3 separate regions of the Mus musculus genome follow, and regions 2 and 3 are each linked to region 1. The links are chromatin contacts, called in public HiCAR-type and promoter capture Hi-C maps. All regions are on one chromosome and are shown on one strand. Each heading gives the region's core, a stretch centred on a gene start, on an enhancer-like site or on the middle of the called end of the contact. The rest is flanking DNA. Distances are from core to core; before and after follow the strand shown.

What was found. Promoter capture Hi-C pulls out the DNA fragments that hold promoters and counts their contacts. HiCAR-type assays count read pairs that join an accessible place to other places.
Region 2: a HiCAR-type map of astrocytes shows a contact between it and region 1, with 6 times the contacts expected there. The contact joins the promoter of 9230114K14Rik here to the promoter of Adgra3 in region 1. A contact is called at or near these places in 2 of 39 promoter capture datasets (embryonic stem cells and liver), 2 of 115 datasets of contacts at active chromatin or transcription factors (astrocytes and embryonic forebrain) and 1 of 9 other capture datasets (embryonic stem cells).
Region 3: a contact with region 1 is called in a promoter capture Hi-C map of hippocampal neurons, with 2.6 times the contacts expected there. The contact joins the enhancer-like site here to the promoter of Adgra3 in region 1. A contact is called at or near these places in 4 of 39 promoter capture datasets (the 3T3-L1 cell line, embryonic stem cells, hippocampal neurons and 1 more) and 4 of 115 datasets of contacts at active chromatin or transcription factors (astrocytes, embryonic midbrain, forebrain and 1 more).

The regions. Positions count from the first base shown.
Region 1 is chr5:50,057,680-50,060,329 of GRCm38.p6, reverse strand. Adgra3 (adhesion G protein-coupled receptor A3) reads left to right here and starts at 1,334. Exons shown (of 19, transcript NM_133911.1): 1 at 1,334-1,778. The coding sequence starts at 1,555. LOC115490186 (a long non-coding RNA gene) reads left to right here and starts at 1,787. Exons shown (of 2, transcript XR_003955916.1): 1 at 1,787-2,196.
Region 2 is chr5:52,189,328-52,191,977 of GRCm38.p6, reverse strand. It overlaps 9230114K14Rik (RIKEN cDNA 9230114K14 gene), which reads right to left and starts at 1,297. Exons shown (of 4, transcript NR_015537.2): 1 at 1,041-1,297. It overlaps Dhx15 (DEAH (Asp-Glu-Ala-His) box polypeptide 15), which reads left to right and starts at 1,432. Exons shown (of 14, transcript NM_007839.3): 1 at 1,432-1,698. The coding sequence starts at 1,628.
Region 3 is chr5:52,109,848-52,112,497 of GRCm38.p6, reverse strand. It overlaps a transcript of Ppargc1a not described here. Among named protein-coding and RNA genes, the nearest start is that of Gm40302, 19 kb to the left of the region's middle. Within about 2 kb of position 1,312, at least 11 of the 459 cell types and tissues checked have an H3K27ac peak or open chromatin away from gene starts, as enhancers often do. A contact at or near this core is called in forebrain and hippocampal neurons, where this site is marked.

The DNA of each region.
Region 1 (2,650 bases), core at 85-2,584:
AACCCCACTTCCTACAGAATTGTAGATAAATTTTAAGCTCTAGATAGCCACCCTTAACTAACTTGGATACTATAGGTCTGGATCCCTCTTTTCCTTGTCACATGCCAACTTCCAGAGCCAGAATAATTCTCTCCTCATTGATGTATTAGTAGATGCTATATGCACCACTGTGTTTAGATATTAGATAGTTAAATCTCAAGAAGTATCAAGTGATGCACAATTCGCACTTATCTAAGTGTCTTGGTAGCTTATTTACTATGGAGAACGCCAAATACATATATCTGGGACATGATCTTGGAAATTTTTTTTCGGAGGTCTTTTTAGATCCAAGTTAAAAAATGCCTGCCATGGACCCTGCTTCTCTTCCAGTTCTCTCGATGTAAGATCAAGCAGCTGGAATAACCACTCCTGTCTCTGTGACAGCCTAAGGGTGGCTGTGTTGGGAGGGACGGATAGGCTGATTGGGCACAGGTGTGTACACAGGTGCCACGCCCCACCTGTTGCTGAGTGGAACCAGTATAGGAAGCAAGGCCAGCAGGGGATGGACAGGCCACTGGCTGTGTCCACGGGCTGTGATCACGTGCTCCTTACCTGCTAAGTTACAGGGTTGAACTCCAAAGTACGCGAGGTTTCTGTATACCAAGTTGCTCCTTCCTGGATGTTAAGGAAGTCTGTTTCTCAAAGGAGAATAAAACTCATTTTGTTGGCTTGTATAGTCTCTATAAACTTAAACATAGGGTAGGAGAACCCTGGTCTTGCAAATGTTAGGGTGGGGTCTGCGGTCTTTGGCATGAATAATAAAATTCAGCTTGGGTTTCTTGGCTGCTTCGTCACTGTTGCTCCAACTGGTTAACATCTGATCTACCTGTGGACTCAGAAATTTCGGTTGAATGGTCCCCATGCATCCTCAGCCTGCCCACAGCTGCTTCAGGCCAGGGGCAGCTTCCGAGTTCAGTTTATTGGGAAGAAACCTGTTTCTGGCTCTGGCGGATAATGAAACTTTCTACCATGGCCTTTCTTTGGAAAGATTGGTTTCAGGCTCTTTCCCCTCGTCAGGTTGGAGAAAGGAACTTCACCCCCTCCAGCCAGGGCTCTTAGGGGCGTGCAGGGCGGCTTTGTCTGCCAGGCGGCGGCGCCAGGAAACGTGGAGCAGAGCCGCAGGGCTGCTGGAGTTAGACTAGTCTAGAACTTTCTTCCGCTGGGTCCAGGAGCAGCGGAGTTCCGGCCAGGACCTGGGGGCGTGCCCGGGTCGAGGTCGGGTCGGCTGCGGGCCTGAGAGCGCGCGGGGCTGGGGTGGGAGGAGCGGTCGCGCGGGGAGGAGCCGGCGGGAGGAGGCGGCGCTCCCGCGGGCCGAGCGGCGAGCTGGGACCCGGCGGCCCTGACCCCGCGGCTCCGCGGAGGGCGAGCGCGGCCGCGGACAAAGGAGCATGTCGTCGCGAAGCGGGACCGATCCTCGGGCCGCCGGGAGGCTCGGGCCACCGCCAGGGCCGCCCCGCCCCGCCGCCGCCCGCTAGGCCGGTGCCGTCTCTCGGCCCCGCAGGCCCGGTCAGCGGCATGGAGCCGCCGCCGCCGCTGCTGCTGCTGCCGCTGGCGCTGCTCGCTCTGCTGTGGGGAGGAGAGCGCGGGGCCGCGGCGCTGCCCGCGGGCTGCAAGCACGACGGTCGGGCCCGGGGTACCGGCCGAGCGGCCGCCGCCGCCGAGGGGAAGGTGGTGTGCAGCAGCCTGGAGCTCGCGCAGGTTCTGCCCCCGGACACGCTGCCCAACCGCACGGTCACCCTGTGAGTAACCCACGACGCCCCGCTGCCCTTTCCTGGGCTTCCCTCGCTCCCGGGTGCGCGGAATGGGCGCGGGGGTCTCCCGGGTATACACGCTCCTTTGTGTGCGCGCGGCGGCGGGCTGGGGGTGGTGCTGGAGAAGCCCTGTGGCTTAGTGTGGGACCAGGGTGGCCCATCGCCTTCGCAACCGCCTCTGTTCCCCCTCTGCTAGTTTTGCAAAGAAAAGTTTTCGGGGTTCCCGGGAGCGTCCCATGCCATCCCTGCTTTTGCTGTGCTCCGGCCGCCGAATACCACGTGAAGATGCTAATAAACACTCAGTCGGTGCAGTCCAAGCTCATTCATCCTGGCTCGGGGCTTCTGGGGAACACCCTGTGTGCTCCGAAGTCTTCATCCTAACTGTGGAAATGAAGTTGCACCTGAGGTAGATCCAGTTTGCAGGACGCCACAGTTTAGGGTGGCTCTGTGTGGTCTCCAAACCTCTACGAAGCTCTCGTCGCTTTCTGCCTTACTTTTAGTGCTCTTTCAGAACAACTTTTAGAGTTACTAATTTCGGAGAAATGTAAGATAAAAGTTGTCCAAGTCCATTTCAGCCCCATACTGAAGTCGGAGAGCTCTCGGGAAAGCCAGGAACTTCGGGATTGAAAACAGTGTGTGTTGAGTGAGCCCTCCAGAGGTTGGAAGGACTTCGGGTTTTCAGTGTGGGTTTCCACCTGGAAGGAAAAGTTTGGTAACTCAACTGTGCTATAGGATCCAGGGTTCAGTCCTGGAAACGTGGTTCTTTGTGCCAGCTGGACAGAGCGGTTGGCCCAGTGACTTTAGATTCAGTTTTCTGTGAAAGATGAATTGGTCTGGAAAAGTTTGAGTCACAGTGTTTG
Region 2 (2,650 bases), core at 48-2,547, 2.1 Mb before region 1:
CTTTTCAGTGGCTCGTGTGTGTGTGTGTGTGTGTGTGTGTGTGCGCTCGAGTGCATGTGGGGGGGGGGGGAGGAGGGGGGAGAGGGAAGGAGTGAGGGAGGGAGAAAGACAGAGAGAGTCACTATATAGTTCTGGCTGTCCTGGAACTCACTACGTAAAACAAACTGACTCTGAACTCATAGAAATCTGCTTGGCTCTGCCCTCAGGAGTGCTGGGATTAAAGGTACTCACTACCATATCTAGCCTAACAGGTTGTCAATGTACATTTAGACAGTTGTGTTGGATATTGTGAAAGTTACAATATCATCTGTTGTGTTTCTGTTGTATTTAATCTTAGAGATTATCCTTCTGAGAATTTTCGAGGGACTAGAGCCAAGGAGCAGCAAAGGAGAGTCTTGACATGAAGTGATACCCTGTATTTGGGCTGATCCTTAGACCTCTTTCGCCCACACTTCTGGAAATGAATGTAATTGAGTATGCACAATGGCTGAAGGGAGAAAGATACACAACCTCTTAAGTGTCACCTTGCCTCAACAACTTGCCATTACAGTGGAGTCTTAATGGATGAGCTATTTGTTGATTTCCTTCAGTCCAGGTAACCATGTCTATAAAATGTCTTTCAGGGTTCACTCTACTAAGGAGCACAGCAACTAGGCATGCTGGGGCACGCCTTTAGTCCCAGCACTGGGAGGCAGAGACAGCCTAACCTCTGAATTCCAGGCTAGCCTCTTCTACAGAGCTTGTTTGTGGACAGCCAGAGCCACACAGAGAAACCCTGTCTCAAAAAACCAAACCAAACCAAACCAAACGAGGACAGAGATAGGGCTAATGTCTCTGAGTGCCTAATATGCACTCATATACACACAAACGGAGCAAGATTAGGGCAGAGGATTGGAGGCAAAATACAGTGCCCAGTGCGATTACCTCCAATTTTCTGAACCCTATACAAAACACCTATACCTTGAACAAATAGATGTTATCTGTTCTGGGGTGAATGGACAAAACGAGTCACAGTAATTAAAGTTAACATTTTTTCTCACCGCTACAGGGCATCTGGCGCAACAACTGCAAATTCTCGTTCTGGAGTTATAAATTGTGTCCTGCTTTGCCACTTGCCAGCTGTGTGATCTTGTTTTTCTTATCCTTCCTGAGCTTCATACCCTAAAAGCAAAAAGTATATACACAGCTGGATAGATTTCCTAAACAGGACTAGGCTTTTTCAACTTTCCCAACGAACTCCAGGCGGCAAGTGACAGCTTGAGGCGCGTTTCGGTCCTTAGCAGCAGCTCAGATCAGCTCTCAGAGAGACGCGAGGGGAAAGGGAGGAGCCCGCGGGAACTCAGAGCCATTTCAGCCAATCGCACAGCGGGCGGGACGGGAGTTCCCGCCTCCGGACGGCGTGCGCGCGCACCACGCCGGCACGCCCGCCGCGGAGGCGCGCACGCAGGCCCTGCCCTCGTCGCGGCCGCCATTTTAGCTCCTGGTTCGGGCCGCACGGAGCGGGCTGTGGTGGCGGGAGGGGTGGGGGTCCCCGCGAGTTGAGCCGCGGGCCTCTTGTGCGTGGATCCGGCTGCCGGAGTCTCTCTTCTTCCCTCCTTCCTAAGCGTCCGCTTCTGGGAGTGCGAGGATGTCCAAGAGGCATCGGTTGGACCTGGGGGAGGATTACCCCTCCGGCAAGAAGCGTGCGGGGACCGATGGGTAAGCCAGGCCGGGGCGCGCAGTCGCGGCTCGGGCTTTGTTGGATGGTGGCGGGGAGCAGGCCCGGCTGCCGAGCCTTTGTCTGCCGTCGGCCGGCTGGGGCGCGTGCCGAGTGTGTGCGGCCGGGGCGAGCGGCCTGTGGCGGCCACGAGGCCGCGGAACGGCGGGCGTGCGGAGCGGGCCGCGAGGCCTCGGTGCTCGCGTGAGGCCCGCAGCCGGAACCGGATGGCCAAGGGCACTGCCCCCGTGGGCGGCGGCGGGCGCTGTCTGTTTTGGGGGAGGATAGAGGCGAGCCGACCTCGGGGCGCACTGTTTGGCGGGAGACGAAGGGCCTTCTTCCATTGAGGCACTTCAGGAGAGGCCGTTGCCAACTTCCGCCCTCTGCCTGCCCTCCCGCCATCTCCTTTATTTCCTGCTTTGCTTAAAAGCCGGCTTTGCTTTTAAGTAGCATCACTGGGGTAGGCCTGTGAAAACACGTATTTCCCCCTCCGCTCTGGAAGTTATTTCTATCTCCTCCCCACTTTGGACGCACTTTTCAAAAAAGTGATCTTAAGCGTGTTTGAACAAACAACACCCACGTGCAGATTGAGAAAGGCTTACACCGATTCCTGGTCTGGCATTTTAGTTCCTTTTCTTAGACTTTTCGCAAAGACAGGGCATTTAGCAAGTAAGCAGTTGTATTATCATTTTCCAGTCTTTTCTTTCACAGTTCATACTTAAAATGTACTTTTGTTTATATTCCTACCCTCCCATTTTAATTAGTTGTATGTTTATGCTTCGGCAGTACAGGGATCTGTTGGGTTAATTAAAAAATATATCCACGGAAGTCCAAATGTCCAAAACAGTTGTAGGATTTTATCATTTTCTTATGTCTTGTGACACCGACTCGCTGTCAAGTCAGATGTGTGGTCTCTTGAGTTTTTGTTAACGGAAAGTCCTTTGGGATTGATTT
Region 3 (2,650 bases), core at 63-2,562, 2.1 Mb before region 1:
GGTATGAACTTTAAGATAAAGTGCAGAAACAAACGAAAGACAAGCATTGTTAGAGGAAGGGGCGGTCACTACCCTAGCTCTGCTTGTCCGGTGGGAAGTGCTGGCGAGCGTTGCCTTAGGAGACTTGAGGTTTCCGGCTCAGCCACCGTCACCATTTTCAAGGAAGGAGAATTATACAGCGTGTGCATTAGGCCTTGCTGAGCTCCAGTTTGCCCTTTCAGCATCTGAGCATGGGCAAATGACTACGAAAACTGCTTGCAACTACTGTTCCTACGGAGGACAAGGAGAAAACAAAGGCAATAGTTTCACATTTTATCCCAGGATTCAGGCAGCGTTGACTTGGGGAGAGAGGCCTGGGCCAAAATTTGAAAGAGTGAGACTTATTCATGATTTTACCTGAATTGCTGCCAAAAAAGCGTACAAACCCTTCATTCCCTAAAAATAGCATCGTTCTTCAAGTGTAATTTGTTTACCTCAATTAAAAATAAAACCCACTTCTTAGTGTTATAAAGTGCTTATGAAGGTAAGGGTTGGCTGTACTAAAAAAAATCAAGCTTTTTATTTCTAGATCAATATGATGTGCTCTCAACATCTAATACCATGTAAAAGGAACCTTTTTACAACATCAATAGCAGGCAGGCATGTCTACTAAGAACCTCCTTTCCTGGAATCCCAAGGCTGTTTGATTTCTTTCGTTTTCACAAGAAGCACGATTATGACACCGTTCATTATAAACAAGGGGTTGAAAAATAGGACGAGATGGAAAATCTGGAAAGTAGCGAGTCATTTATTCACTTATAAAAACCAGGCAAACAAAAACAAGCAAATAAACAGACATTAAAAATACTCCAGCTACGGATCATCGTGGAAAGGAAAGAATTTAGTTATTTTGTGACATTTATTGAAGCTGGAGGGGGTGGCTTGTTGATTTTTTTTTTTTTAGAGAGAGAGAGAGAGAGAGAGAGAGAGAGAGAAAGAGTCTAATGTGTATTAGAGCCGAAACTACATCTGTTGCCATTTAGAAACTGGGAGATTCCATCCTGTTTCTGAGACCATGCTGCAGGTATTTTTGCATGGGCTTTCCAATGTGCAAAACAAACCACAAGTGTGTGTGTGTGTGTGTGTGTGTGTGTGTGTGTGGGCAGGAGTGGAGTGTGTGTGTGTGTGTGGGGGGGGGAAGCATCTGCTGAGGAGGAACCTGTTTCAGTTAGAATGAAACCCCCAATTAAAGTGTATCTGTGAGATGTGTCTGCTTTGGCTCAGTGCAGCAGACGGCAGCCCGTTCTTTAATTTACAGTTTCACGCCTAGGGATGGCAGCAGAGCAAGCTTCCAGCCCTCAGCTTTCTCTTTTTATGTTTTGCCTTTCAGCCTGGGCTTCTCCCCTGGAGTTGTTTAAGCGGTCAGGCTCCATCCTTGGCCATTATCTGCTTGCTTTTAGGACCTGGGTCACCTTATTAGTTGCCACTATGTCAGCCCAGATCGAAGCAGGCCAGGTCTGTATGATACAGAATCAATCAGTTGAAAGTGAAAAATGAAGCCAATTAGCTGATTGCGTGGGTGTCCCAGAGAGGCCTGACATCTGACTTTCCTCACCTGATCGGACAGTTCCTTGGTTCCCTGGTAGCTTAACCCCCAAGTTTGTGAAAGATGCATCACTATCTGGTGTGACTATGCATTTTAACTTTCTTTTGCCTCCTGCACCATCAACCTCTGAGCTTTCAATAGAAAATGGCCTCCCTGGAAGAACAGCCCAGATGCATCTTTGCAGAGCAGGCAGGGTTCCTGTTGAATTTGGCTCTATAGTTTTTGTTATTCAGTGCTTGGGGCTCTTTGCACTTCATCTTGTCTAGCAACGTAGAAGTTTTAATACAGGCTCATTACAGAAGATAGGTAGGTAAGTTGTTGAACACGTCTGTCTGTTCTTTTGTTTTTGGTAGGAGTAGGAGAAGCTTGGCATTAGTTCTGGGAATAGAGATAGACAAAGCAGGAAACACCAGGTAGAATTGAATATATGTATGCTTTCTTTCCGACTATTCCACAATTCTTAAAGTGATGACAGTGTTTAGATCCATAGAGATGTACCTAAGGCTTGCAACTGGGAGGAATCTACTTCCATTTCCAGCACCTACGTAAACATCACAGGCATGGTGGCATACTGTGGATGCAGAGACAGGAAGCTGCCTGGGGCTCACAGCATAGCCAGTTCAGCTTAGTGAGTGAACTCTGGAACAGTGTTGACAGTAGTGATGATGGTGCTGGTGAGCGTGATACCCGAGGCTGTCTTTTAGCTTCTGCATGCACACATGAGCATACTCACCCATGTATGATGTATGTCTGTTTACACATACATGACACAGTGCACAGTAACAAAAAGAAAGACTTGTCGGGACATACATCGGTTGCCACGGTCTTCCGGTAAGATGAGCTTCCTCTTGGTAGCTTTGGTTTGAAAATATCCTGCACCTTTATAAATTTCTATAGACACAAGATCACAGGATTTTGATTGTGGCTACTACTTTTTTTTTAAAATGCTGTTTCAAACACTTTACACCGGTATGACTCCTTTAGTCTCCATAACAACACGGGGTAGAGCCTTGTCTTGTTATTCCCATTTTACAGAGAATGCAAACAAGACAGAATTAAGTGCTA